Regions from separate parts of the Zea mays genome. Here region 2 is linked to region 1. Evidence: chromatin contacts called from public Hi-C data. All regions are on one chromosome and are shown on one strand. Each heading gives the region's core, a stretch centred on a gene start, on an enhancer-like site or on the middle of the called end of the contact. The rest is flanking DNA. Distances are from core to core; before and after follow the strand shown.

Evidence for each region. Hi-C and Micro-C count contacts between places; a contact is called where the count stands out from the background.
Region 2: a Hi-C map of leaf shows a contact between it and region 1, with 2.4 times the contacts expected there. The contact joins the enhancer-like site here to the promoter of LOC541726 in region 1. A contact is called at or near these places in 4 of 25 Hi-C or Micro-C datasets (bundle sheath, leaf and tassel).

Annotation. Positions count from the first base shown.
Region 1 is chr5:189,180,402-189,186,506 of Zm-B73-REFERENCE-NAM-5.0, reverse strand. LOC541726 (myb-related protein 308) reads left to right here and starts at 2,864. Exons shown (of 3, transcript XM_008647714.3): 1 at 2,864-3,184; 2 at 3,476-3,605; 3 at 3,706-4,659. The coding sequence starts at 3,046. The coding sequence ends at 4,282.
Region 2 is chr5:189,314,735-189,321,639 of Zm-B73-REFERENCE-NAM-5.0, reverse strand. No RefSeq gene overlaps it. Among protein-coding and RNA genes, the nearest start is that of LOC111589351, 7.0 kb to the left of the region's middle. Within about 2 kb of position 5,054, at least 15 of the 20 cell types and tissues checked have an H3K27ac peak or open chromatin away from gene starts, as enhancers often do. A contact at or near this core is called in bundle sheath, leaf and tassel, where this site is marked.

The DNA of each region.
Region 1 (6,105 bases), core at 1,615-4,114:
GACTACTGGATATTATTTCGGAAGTTTGGTCAATCCTAGGAACATTATTAGGAAGCACGGGTTGAAGGGCTTGGAGCATCTAATTAACCGTAGAAAAAAAAAGATACAACAGGAAGCAGTACTGTGGATCGGCACTTGCAACGTGCAACACGTTGCTCCATGGTGCTTAGCTAGGTCGGGTGTTTTCAGACGTCAGTAGCCCATCATGCGCAACTAGCAAACGCTGAGATCGCTCTCACTCACATGACCCGGACACGATCGAGTGAGCTAGTTTCTCCTCTGGCATCATGTCCCCCAGGAACCTCACACACACACGTACGGGTACGGCTGTGCTCCCAGCCGTGTGCGCCTCGAGGGAACCGCAACCGCTCCCATTCGTCCGTCGTCCGCCTCCCTCCCGTGCTAATCCTCCTCAGTCCGACGAACGAACGATCATAGAGTAAAGCGCACATGGTGACAGCAGCCGCCACTCACGGCCGGCCACACCGCACGAACGGCACGCGCGCTCTCGCTTTCTTCCCCTCTCGCTCCCGTTTGGCTGTGGGCCCGAACCGAACTGCTGCTCGGTCTCGGTCTCGGTCCAGCGGGCTAGCGCGTCGTGCTCGTGCGTGCCCGCGCAGCGGCGTGGCGGAGCGCGGACTCACCACCACCGTCTGGTCTGACCGCGGGTCAGAGCTCGTCTTGCGCTATTGCGGCGCGCGCGCGGGGTGGGGTTAGGCCGATCGGCCTCCCGTGTTGACGACCCGCCCGCCCGAGTCGCCGCACAGGGGGCACCACCGCGGCCGCTGCCGGGCGCGTGGAGGAACGGACGTGGCGACCGCCGAGCGGGCGCCGGGGCACGACGTGGCGCGGTCAAAAGGGTGGTCGTGCTCGTGCACCGCCCGGAGCACCCCCCGTGGGCTTTTTTGCCGATGGCGACGGGCGGCGCTAGCGGATCAGCGAGGGGAGGCGCGCTTTTCTTTTCTTTTCTTCCCGCAAAGCGCGTCCCGGGCTCTCTCCCGGAGACCCGGATAACTACATCGCTCTGGCCTGAAAGCCACCGGGATTGGATTGCGCGCCGCGGCGGCCGGCCAGGTGTTTAACGAGCTAGTTAGGCGCTCGATCGCGGCCAGATTTAGGATTATTTTTTCCTTCAACTTTCAACTCTTGCATACCATTTCCATTTAGCAGTGGAATTACGTGATAAGAACATACATGCATGGCTGGCGATGGCTACGTATTAGACTGGAGAGAGCTAGCCGGCGCGCGCGCGCGTGCTGATATGCACGAGCAATGGAACGAACGTTGACCAGCAGCACGAGCTGGTATGCATGCATGGTAGGCCATAACGCAAGAGCGAACCCAACAAGTCAACCGCCAAACACTGCGAGAGCGACACTGTGTGTGCTGTGCATATCGAAACGTGATAGCATGCACGCATGGTCAACTGTACGTGCTGGCCGGTCCAGAGAGTACGTACGTCCAGGTCCAGCTAGCGCGCGCGATGAGCACCTGGGCTGGGGATGGGAATGGGACGAAGCACAGCGAGAGCGAGCGAGCGAGTGCTTGCTTGCTCGGCCGTATCATTGGTCTGCAGCTGCTCCATCCACCATGTAGTAGTTATTATTGTGTCTATTAGTGACTGTTACACGCGGTGAGGGTGACCTTACATTATGCTCGATCGCCCGACTAGACTAGGGCTTCTCCTGTACGGAGCGCGCTGTGCTGCTTCCTTTTGTAAAGGTTGATGACGCGAGATTTGCCTCACAAGAATTGACCCGTACTACTGTTCGCGTCGCATGAAGGACTACTATACGTTTCTGTTATCCTGTTCAGTTCCTAGCTAGATCAGCAGTAGCTGCTAGAAGCGACACACCAGTACCACCACCAGAACCAGACCGACTAGCAGAGATGATCACTCGGTACGATCCACAATGACTCCATCAATCGCGCGCGAGCAAAAAAACAAAAAACAAAAAAAAACGGATGTGATTTATCTAGGATTTGCCGGTTGCTGCCGCACCAGATCAAGATAGATGGCGTTGGCCGCTGGCCTAGCTAAGCTAGCTAGGAAACATGGCTTGTCCTTGTCCCTGTCGTGGCTACTCCACGCAGACGCAGCACCGAAAAACACACACACACACACCCAGCGCAGGCAGGTGTTAATAATAAGCTAGCACACTAGCAGTAGCTGTAGGCGGCGAGGCCGCGCTTTCGGCAGGAAAATGCTACGGTAAGTCGGTAATCCGTCATCATATTCACGGAGAAACACAAAAGCGTAGTAGTAGGATTACAGTACAAGCTTGGCAGAATTACCCGCGCGCGACACCGGTCGCCGGTAGAGATGAAAGTGGTAATCTGAACTGTTAGAACAAATTTAATATTTTAAAATAGATATGTATAAAATTTGATTTTGATCTTTTCTTATGTTATCAAGCACATTAGTACAAATATGAATAAAATATTACATAAATTGTTTTATGTATTATTTGCTCCCTACAACACAAAAAGTTAAAAATTTTACCGAATTTATTTCCGAATCCATACCGAAGTTTATATCTATTATTTGAGAAAATATAGGATGAATTTGAGGTTTATCTTTTATGAATCTTAACAAGCTGGATGTTAAAAACAAGAATACAAATTTGTATTGTATATTCTATATCACAATCAAAGAAAAATGACTAAAAAACTGATTACCGAATAAATACCGTTTCCGACCGTTTTCATCCCTAGTCGCCGGCCGGGTGGGGGGCATTTCAGGCATACGGGCATACCTCGGCGCCCTCCCAAGGTAGTGGCAGTGGGATGCCCCTGACAGCGACGTGTGGCATGGCCTCTGGCGCGGATATATATGTGGCGATATAGCACACTCCGTTGCCGCATCACCACGGAAGCTTACTCACTCACTCACTAGTCACTACCTCGCTGGGCCTGGGAGATCGACGACGACGACTCGGGAGGATTGAAGATTGATCATCAGCTCGCTCGTCACTAGGATCGTTCAAGCTGAAATTAGGGCTAACGATCGAAGGTGGACGACTGAGAGGAGAGGAGAGATCAGGAATGGACGGGCAGTTTGGTTGGGGAAGAGAGGAGGGAGGCTGGAGGAAAGGGCCATGGACGGCGCAGGAGGACAAGCTGCTGGTCGAGTACGTCAGGCAGCATGGAGAAGGGAGGTGGAATTCTGTCGCCAAGTTAACTGGTATACTAATCAACACTGTTTCTGATTCTCGTTTGTTCTGCCGGTCACTTAATTGTCTATCTAGTTCTTCTATACCTGAAGCTAGCTGCGAGTTGCGTTTACTTATTCAACGTAATTAACAAGCTGCTGATGCATGCAGTCCGTCTTGGAAACTGCGATTATTAATTACATGTGAATACTCCTCCACAGACTGCCAACCTGCTGCTAGAGCTTCATGGTTTTCTATCGTACGTCAAGATCTCAAGCCTTAATTAACCTGGTCGGTCGGCCATGCATGTATGCATGATGCAGGTCTGAAGCGAAGCGGCAAGAGCTGCCGGCTCCGGTGGGTGAACTACCTGAGGCCCGACCTGAAGCGAGGCAAGATCACGCCGCAGGAGGAGAGCGTCATACTCCAGCTCCACGCCCTGTGGGGGAACAGGTAATAACACAATCGATCATGCGTCCCTTCTCGCCGACATCGATGCAAGGCTAGCTAGCTAGCTGCTGACCACGTTCTGCACGCGCTCTGATGACCACAGATGGTCGACGATCGCGCGCAGCCTGCCGGGGCGGACGGACAACGAGATCAAGAACTACTGGCGGACGCACTTCAAGAAGGCCAAGCCGTCCAAGAACGTCGAGCGCGCCAGGGCGCGGTTCCTCAAGCAGCGACGCGAGATGCAGAGCCAGCTGCTGCTGCTGCAGGGGCAAGATCAGCATCGGCAGGAGGAGGAACAGCCCGATCATGACGACGACGGCGCCAGTGAGGCAACGCCGGGTGTTCCACTGGAGGAGGAGGAGGAGCAGCAGCAGCAGCAGCATGAGGACCTGCGGATGATGCTGCAGCAGGACATGGACGACCTGCTGTTCCAGTTCTGCCCGATGGCCTCCTGCACTTCCTCCTCCTGCCTCCTCCCCGGCGGCGGCAGCTGCGCCTCCGTCGTCAGCGCGTCGGCGAGCGAGGACGGCTCCAGCGGGGACCACCAGCTCGACGGCGCCGCCACGTGGGGGTGGGGCAGCCTGTGGAACCTCGACGACGTGGTGGATGACGTCGACGGCGGCGCCTGGGATAGCAGCTTCTCTTTCCTGCAGGATCAAGGGCTCGCTTTCTACTAGCAGCTGTCTGGCCTACAACTTTATTATAATAGCCCTGGTGCACACACTTAGATGTTCTTTTCGAGTTCGACTGTTTGCTGCTGCGGCCTAGCTAGTATGTGTGGAGGGTGAGAGCGAGAGACCACTCTGATTGTTTACATGTGCGTTTGGACAAGGATGCAACACCAACCATAGAGACCACTTCGATCGAGTAGCCCGTCTTCGTGACTTGTTTAGCTCACCTTTAAGAACTTTTTCATGGGGGTGAGAGAGTTTTTTTCTCTTTTTTGAAAAAAAGAGGTATAAGAGGGGAAGAAAGATCACGGTGTGTTGAAAGTGTAACTTAGCTCTCGCACTTCCATTTTACACCCAAACTCATCAAGTATTTGTTGGGTGCATGGTTACGTTGCCTTGAGTTCTCTTATAGGCCGTTTGGATCTATTTATTTTGGAGGAATTAAAATTTACTTAATAAAGTAATCTATTTGACTTGAAATTTAATATTCCACCACTTCCAAATCTCAAATATAAAGTTTATCTCAAATTGATGATGTGTAGCATGAGAAATGATTTTATGTATCAATGAAATATGTTCTACTCTACAACTTATAAGACGTTATTCGGCTCACTCATCTATATTAAAATATAGCACATAAATATCTCCTATATATTGCTAATAATAATATACAAATATTTTTCGCATTGTATTGATCTTTGCCTAAATTACTATTATTGAATTCAATTCCAAGAATCCAAATGGGGCGTTAGAGTATTTTCAAGAGTTTGTTAGCGCGTCTCTAACAATTCCTAGCAGCGTAACTATAGTGGTGTTGAGATTTTATGGTGTGTTGCCTTCTATAGCACCCACACACATAATATATTTTCTATTATGCAAGAAGGCACTCTACATTTGTTCTATTTACACCAACACTCTATCTCAAGATGGACTAAATATATTCAACATTCACATCTTGTTACATGCCAACTCATTATCCTTAGGACCTAGGCCTTTTGTGATTAAGAGATTTTACATACTCCAACTTTAAAGGCCCACTATCAATCTTCTCCTTGATAAAGAACCTTTCAATCTCCACATGTTTCATGTGGTCAAACAGAACTAGATTATTTGCTATGTTGATTGCTGCTATATTATCATAATGGAGAAGCATATGTAGTCTCATTCTTCAACACTTGAAGATCCTTAAGAAGACCCTTCAACCACATCATTTCACACAAAGCTAAAGCCATTGCTCTATGTTCAACCTTTGCAATAGACCGAGACACCACAACTTGTTTCTTGCTTCTCCATGAAACCAGATTACCATCCACAAATACACAATATCCAGATGTGGATCTCCTATCATCCCTACTACTTGCCCAATCAACATCACAACACCCTTCCAAATTCAGGTGTTGGTTTGCTCTAAATCACAATCTCTTGCTAGGGTTTCCTTTAGGTATTTCAGTATTTGATAAACTACCTTAATATGACCAGCTCTAGGATCATGCATATACTACTCACCACACTTACTGCGTAAGCAATGCCCGATCTTGTATGACAAAGGTATATCAATCGACCAACTATCATTTGACATCTTTCCTAATCCGCAGGGTCACCTGACTCAACACAAGTCTGGTGATTCTTATCAATGGGTGAGCCACATGGATGACACCCAAGCATTCTAGCCTCTACTAACAGACCGATGACACAATTCCTTTGGGAGAGAATAATTCCCTTAGATGACCTAGCAATCTCAATCCCAAGAAAGTATCGAAGTGGTCTAAGATCCTTTACCCCAAAGGCTCTACCTAGCCTTTCCTTCATTTTCTTGGTCTCCTCCACAT
Region 2 (6,905 bases), core at 3,805-6,304, 130 kb before region 1:
TGAACTTCAAGTCCTTTGGTACCTCATCTTATTCCTTTTCGGGTCTGTATGGGTCTTTATCCCTTTATAGGGATTATCAAACTTTGGTGTTCAATACAGACTTTGTTTCTTCTAGATAGGTTCCATCTGGGAACGATAGTCTCAACTACGAGATATTCTCCCTACATAGGAGAGTGATCATTCATCAGGAATGTATTATTCGGTATGAGATTTATATGTTGCATATTTATAATTCAAATATATGAGTCCTCCTAGGATCTCAAGACGGATCTTCAGAATCCTATTAACTGCATATTTTAATTCATGCCATTTGCCAGATATATTACATAGCGGAACAGTGTTTATTCAACACATATGTGGGATGAGTCTCTCACAAGACCACTTGAACCATCGCATTCACCACACATTATTTCAATAGTGCCCATAAATGTCCGAACTTCAAGCTCGCGACTTTCATTTTGCGATTATTGGTTCAGCCTCGATTGCATTTATCAATGACCCGATAAGAGAGCTTAAAGCACTCATGCCTAGGACTTTGTTTTGGATCCCTTTGCAATCTAGAGAGGCAAGATAGGTGTCGACATATTTGTCTCCCACATTTAATAATGATCTTCGTCATTTCCCAAAACGAAAGATTCATTGTTCCGTATTCCCAGCACAATGATATTGCGCGCATTGCTAGGAATTTCATCATCAAGATGAACCTCTTCGTGAGGCAAATCACCATCAGGGTGAATTAATCGGAGGAGAGTTATCACAGACCATGTGAATCTGCAATCAAAACATATGCTTTGACTAAGGCTGATGGATCATATTCGCAGGCGTCCCCGAGAATAGATCAAATGCCAATAAGTCAAATGTGGATATGATATTAATCCCAGGTATATCCACATCTACATCAGGTAGAAGCATTCAAACCAATATGGTTAATCCTCAACGATTTCTGGCAAACTCCATATACACAGGAGTACACACCGAACGACAGATTCAGTTTGGCTTTTGTGCGTTTAATAGAATATTGAGGCATTACATTATATGGGCATTCCTCCCCCTAATGCCAAGATGTTCTAAAAGCATACATATAAAATCCCCAACCACAATCATCCAGTTGTGGCCAATGTATGCTATTGTGGTGATTTATTTGGGAAATCTTACACACATTACAGATAGGGGTTTTATGCAGTGAGCTTTGGACTTAGATTAATGTAGTGGCATGAATACTACATATTGTCCTTCAACATGAAGGGTTAGTCTCAACATCCAGCGAGACATGCAACAACAAGTTGCTTCATGGTTACAATTCTGCAAACTTATTGTTATTACTACCAAATGCATAGTCAATCATTAAGATTTAGACTAACATGGACAACACTATTTTATCCATAAGGGTCCTTCAGGGGCGCATGAATACCATACGTCGTTTGGAGCCATTAGTTGACTTCATATCAACAAGTAAAATAACCATCAGGGTCTAGCGCTCACAAGGACATTCACTGGTTGTATTGTGCTTTGAGGCACATAGGAAAAATGTGTGTGTTTATATTGGTAGTAAAGTGCACGGCGTCAGGCCAATGCTGCTAAGCAAATATTTTTGTTATGCAGAGATGTATAGTCCAACTCGTTTTACCATAGCCCATTGTTTACCCAATTACTCATACCGGTCTGAAATCGGGTTTCAAGTTATGCAACATTTTTTAGGTATTATAATTTTGGGAGAGAACTTATAACAATAGTCAAATATTTATGGTGTTGCCAGCAGGGCAAATATTTCTCCTCATATTATATACCAACTTGTTCTATAAAGCATTATTTCGATCTCTTCATTGTTCGGCAAAAAGAGAAGCTTTGGAATAGAACAGACAAGGCCAAGAATTCATTTTATCTGGGAAAAATCACCATATAACTAGCTTTTGATGAAGCAAATGATGATAACTGCTTGGCAAGAACGAAACAGTACTGGTATTCGCCTAGGACCATCTTCAACAATAGATATTACTGCTCTCATACGAAGAAATCATCAGGAGTAGAGAGGATACAACAGGTCTCTACAATATCTTCATATTTCTATCACAAATTATCATCACTAGTAGTCTAGTGGTCAAGACATATGGCTCTTCTGGCTCCGAGGACCAAGAATATGTTAATGTCTAATTTAGCTACAAGCTTTGTGGTGATGTAGGATTTCATAGTTATTTGTCTACTCTTCTCACTTCTGGTAGATCGGAGGTAGATAATGGTAAGCATGCCAAAGGGTGGAATTCAGTGTAGTTCGGCTACATAAACCCCAGGTATGTGTCCATTCAGGACCGACCTTTACCATTTAGTTTACAGTGTATACCAAACTTGTCAAAGGACCATCCTGAGTCAATTTAGTGACTATAAGTATTTACAATTCCGAGAGATGTATGCGACACAAGCATAGAGGTTCTAGATAGAACGAGTAAAGTGGTTCGACGGGAACACACTATGGTTTTCACACCAACATAGTGAATTTTTTTTAGAATAACCTCTCGGTATACTCGCAACATCGTGTTGCTAGCGGTTACATATCCTTTTATCTCATAGTTTGCTTCATGTCATTCAGCGACAAAGAGAGCAATGTGCTAACATCTGGTTGAACAATGTATGACTGAGATTTCTGATCTTAAATCATTTGGTAAGGTCTTTTTTCTTACTAATATAATCCCAATTTGTGATATCTTCTATGCCAAAAAGGTTTTCATGCATTATATTATATATTTTCGGGTTACTTCGGGTAAAACTTTATGCATGAGGAGAGAGCAGAGAATTAACTTATCTAAGTTCTGTTGTATTTCAATTTAGTTTCCCAGATTATTCAAGCACTATAGAGCTTGATATAGTTGTTATGGCCACTTGGTGATATATAAATATATAATGCCACACAACACAATCAAATAAAATATAGAGCTAAATAAAATTGTTTACGAGAAGGTTGCGCATAATGTGACTTTAGGGGCTTGAATAACCCACCACAATTCATGCGAGTACAAGCTCTAGCGTATCTAGCGTCAACACGTGTGCGGCCATCAGGGCTACGACAATATAGCAAGCCTTCGTAATAAACGCAACAGGCACAATTATGGCTCGGTAATTGGGGTACACGATAAATCCACGTAACGTGCGCAACAGGCACAACCGTGGCTCGCGGCAGACAGACAATGCCTACAGGGCATGCAAAAAATACGCGACTCAGCGATGGCGGTCTGACTCAACGGGAGCGATCCGATTAATGGAGAGCGCGACATAGTAATCACATGACGCAGCCAAGTTCGAACGACACAAATATTGCGTCGTATTGCCATGGCGCAGTCAATATTCAGCTAATGCCATGACTCAGCCGATTACCAACGCAGCCTGATCGGCGTGTCTGAGTACCCATTATACAATTTAATCGCTCGACGTGAGTCCAAAAGCTCAACACATCATAAATATTTAGAGCGATTTTAGTCAGCGTAATATAGTCTGCACACACATTTTAATAATTTTCTGCTAATTATTTACTACGGGAAATAATTATTAATGTAGAAAAAAAATGAACACCATAATTAATACACAAACATAACACATCAGGTGTAACTATCATTTTACCATATTAAAGCATGTATTTTTCTACTAATTATTTGCGATAGAAAAGTAACTGATTAAGAAAGAAAACATGGTTAATTATTTTGTTTCTCAGACGGTTACTTACATGAAATACTAATCGTATGAATCTTTTCTTAGCCGCATGCACCGTTTCCTTGTTTTACTCATGCAGCGCCCCTCCATTTCCGTTGACGCGGGATGCATGGCATCATGCATACGTGCGTGAGGTGCGCTGGTCAGCAACGGCAAGGAGAAAGTCCACCCCTCCATTTCCGTTAACGCGGGATGCATGGCATCATGCATACGTGCGTGAGGTGCGCTGGTCAGCAACGGCAAGGAGAAAGTCCAGTGGTTGCGGTTGCGTGCATGTCTCGTAGATCGAAAGAATGCGCGTGGAGCCGGTGGACCCAGCGACCGGATGCGCCGAGCAACGCCGCCGAGCAACCGGATCTTCCAGCCCGGTCCTTTGATCGCTCACCACACCAATCACCACCCGGTCTCTGCTGCAGCAGCCTGCAGGGCATGGTGCTGCTATGATTGGAGCCGCTAGATTGCTCTGGTGCTACCGTGGTGCTCACTAGATATGTGTGTCAGGCACGACAGTCTAGTTGCTGCCTAATCGGCTGCAGCACAAATCTCTCAAGGCGTGCACGAGCCGATGTACATAGCACTCCGCACCAGATACCTGTCGGGCGACACGAAGACGGTGGTCGGGAGGGTAAGCGTCCGCCCATGTGTGGAGGAATGACCCCGCCGCATTTGTCACGCCGTCGGGGCAAACGAGAACAGGACGATGACACGAATATGGCGCGAGCGTGGCTTCCGACGCTACTCCGCGATGACATGCGAATGTCTCTTCCGAAGAACAGATCAAGAACAAACATACCGTGCTCGGTTGAGTAGAGGAATTGAAGCCTGTCGTGTAGGACAGTTCGGCTAGGCCAGGGACCTGCCGGCTTAACGAAGAGTTGATGCAGATCTGATCCACGCAGCAACGTCGAGGTAGAGCGTGCTGATAACGTGTTGAGAACTACGTTACCACGGATCACCAGATCTGCTCCCTTCCCTCCCGTCAGCAGTAGAGGCGCGAGAAGCTGTAGAAGACCCGTCTCCCTTCCCATAAGCACGACAGAGGAAACACACGAGATACTGGATATAGGGTTGGGCCTCTGGCCTCTTTCTGATCTCTATCATATGAAGGGGTGTACATGTTTCTTATATAGAGATGTGAGACCCCTCAGGGGCAAAGCAGGTATTTGCCCACATAACCCTAACTAGGGTTACTTAATCTGTCTCGGCGGACGCCGTTTTTGATGGGATTCCATTCCACCATCAGGCTTTTTTCAGCGGGGAAAAAAAAGTCAGCGACGACGGCAGGCGGGCCTGGGGCCTTTTTGGCTTTCCGTGGTGGGCGTCGCAGATGGCCGACGGACACTGCTCGCCTTCGCCTTCGCCTTCGCCTTCGCCCTCGCCGCACCGTCCCACCCAACCCAACCCAACCCAACCTGCCTGCCACACATACCCATCCATCCATCATCGCCTGCTCGCCCTTGCCTTTCCCGTGCCGACGAGCAGCGTCAGCCCGCATGCTTCGATTCGGCAGCTGGCGCGGGGCACCGTCTCCGTCTGCGGAGGCAAGGGCACTCGATCGCTTGCTTCGCTCGAGTAAGCAGCAGCGTCTTCGTGCGTCGCGGCCTCGTACTCGTACCCGGCGGGGTACTCCTGCTGTCCCATACAGTGGCGTACAGAAGCTGCGCGAGTAGCTTTTCGTGGGCTATAATTATTTCCTTTCCTTGTTCGTGCGTGCCACATGATCTTGCTTCACCGCCATCGATCTATAGGTTGTGCGACCATGCATGGCGTTCTTGGTAGCATGATGCGTGGTCGATCGTCGTTGCGTGCTGCTGGAACGCTCAATGCGTACGTACGTGCTCCTACCTACCAACATACTATCGTCGTTATTAAATATATGATATCGTAAAAAAATTGTCCATTCATTTTACTATTATTTTGTCAATTATCATTTATTTTATTATGATTTGTTTTATTTTAGGTATCATATATTTAAGAACGGAGGTGGTATATATATAGACTGGATGAGGAATATTGGAGGTCGAATCATCGAATTTTCTCTTGTTTGGAGTTGGACACGTACGTCCCAACAGTTAGGTTGTATTTAGTCGAATGTATAAGGAGGAATGGAAGAAAGTGGTCACAGTTTCTATAGTGTTTGGACGAGAATTACGTGGGGACGAAGTAAATACCGGAGTGATTTTTTGGTAGTGCCGTGATCAAAAAATTGAGAGAACGGTATCATCTCCGCCTGATCCTACTTTGATTTCAAACCAAACACTGACAATGGAACAAAGAAGTGGCGCAACGCGGATCCACTGTTCGACCACAGAAATACAATGGATTCGGTCGGGCCGGCCGCTGGGGATGATACAAAATGAAGTGAAGGTGCACGTGGGAAACGTGTGGCATTAATTAGACAACTTGCTAATGAGATGAAATGAACACAAAAATATAAGAAAACGTTCCTACTACTAGTCTACTACTACGTACTCCCTCCGGTTTCCTATTAGTTGTCGTTTTGGATAAGGTTTGAGTCAAACTTATAAAATTTTGACTACAAATAACTATTTTGTTATTTAGTTTTGGAACCTAATATTTATATGCGTCAATTTGTCATAAAAAGTACTTTTATAAAAATATAAATGTATTAAGAGTTCATTTGTATTTTAACAAAAAAACATTGATCAAAGTTATATTTTGGAGACCGTGTCGTTGTCCTAAACGACAACTAATAGGAAACCGGAGGGAGTATACGGTGGTATCCTTGTGCTTGGGTCAAACCTAATATACTAATCATCCATGCGCATAATTGTGGCTCTTACTTTGACGTCGACCCATTCGACGACCAACGATAATAATTACCAAAGGTTAGACCCCCATCCAATCCAACAAGAGCCCCCTGCCAAATAAAGCTACCTGATCGATGCAACTTTTAACGGACTTTTGTAAACTTACCCCAAAGGCCCAAAGGATCCCACTCCCACTGCATGACATAAAGGTCTTGCCACTTTTTTGGGCAGCCACCACAAAGCAGCAGCCGACAGTCGACTCGAGCTCTACTTGGCTAGCTCACCACATATAGCTGCCCCTGCCCACTAATCCATGCCCGAAGCCAGTCTTGACGAGATTTTTGTTTGAGTTTTATCTGTGTTTAAGAGGCTACTATACAAGTGTTTCTTTTATGCGACAGCCAAAAAAATTAAAAAGAAAAGAAAAGAGAGAAG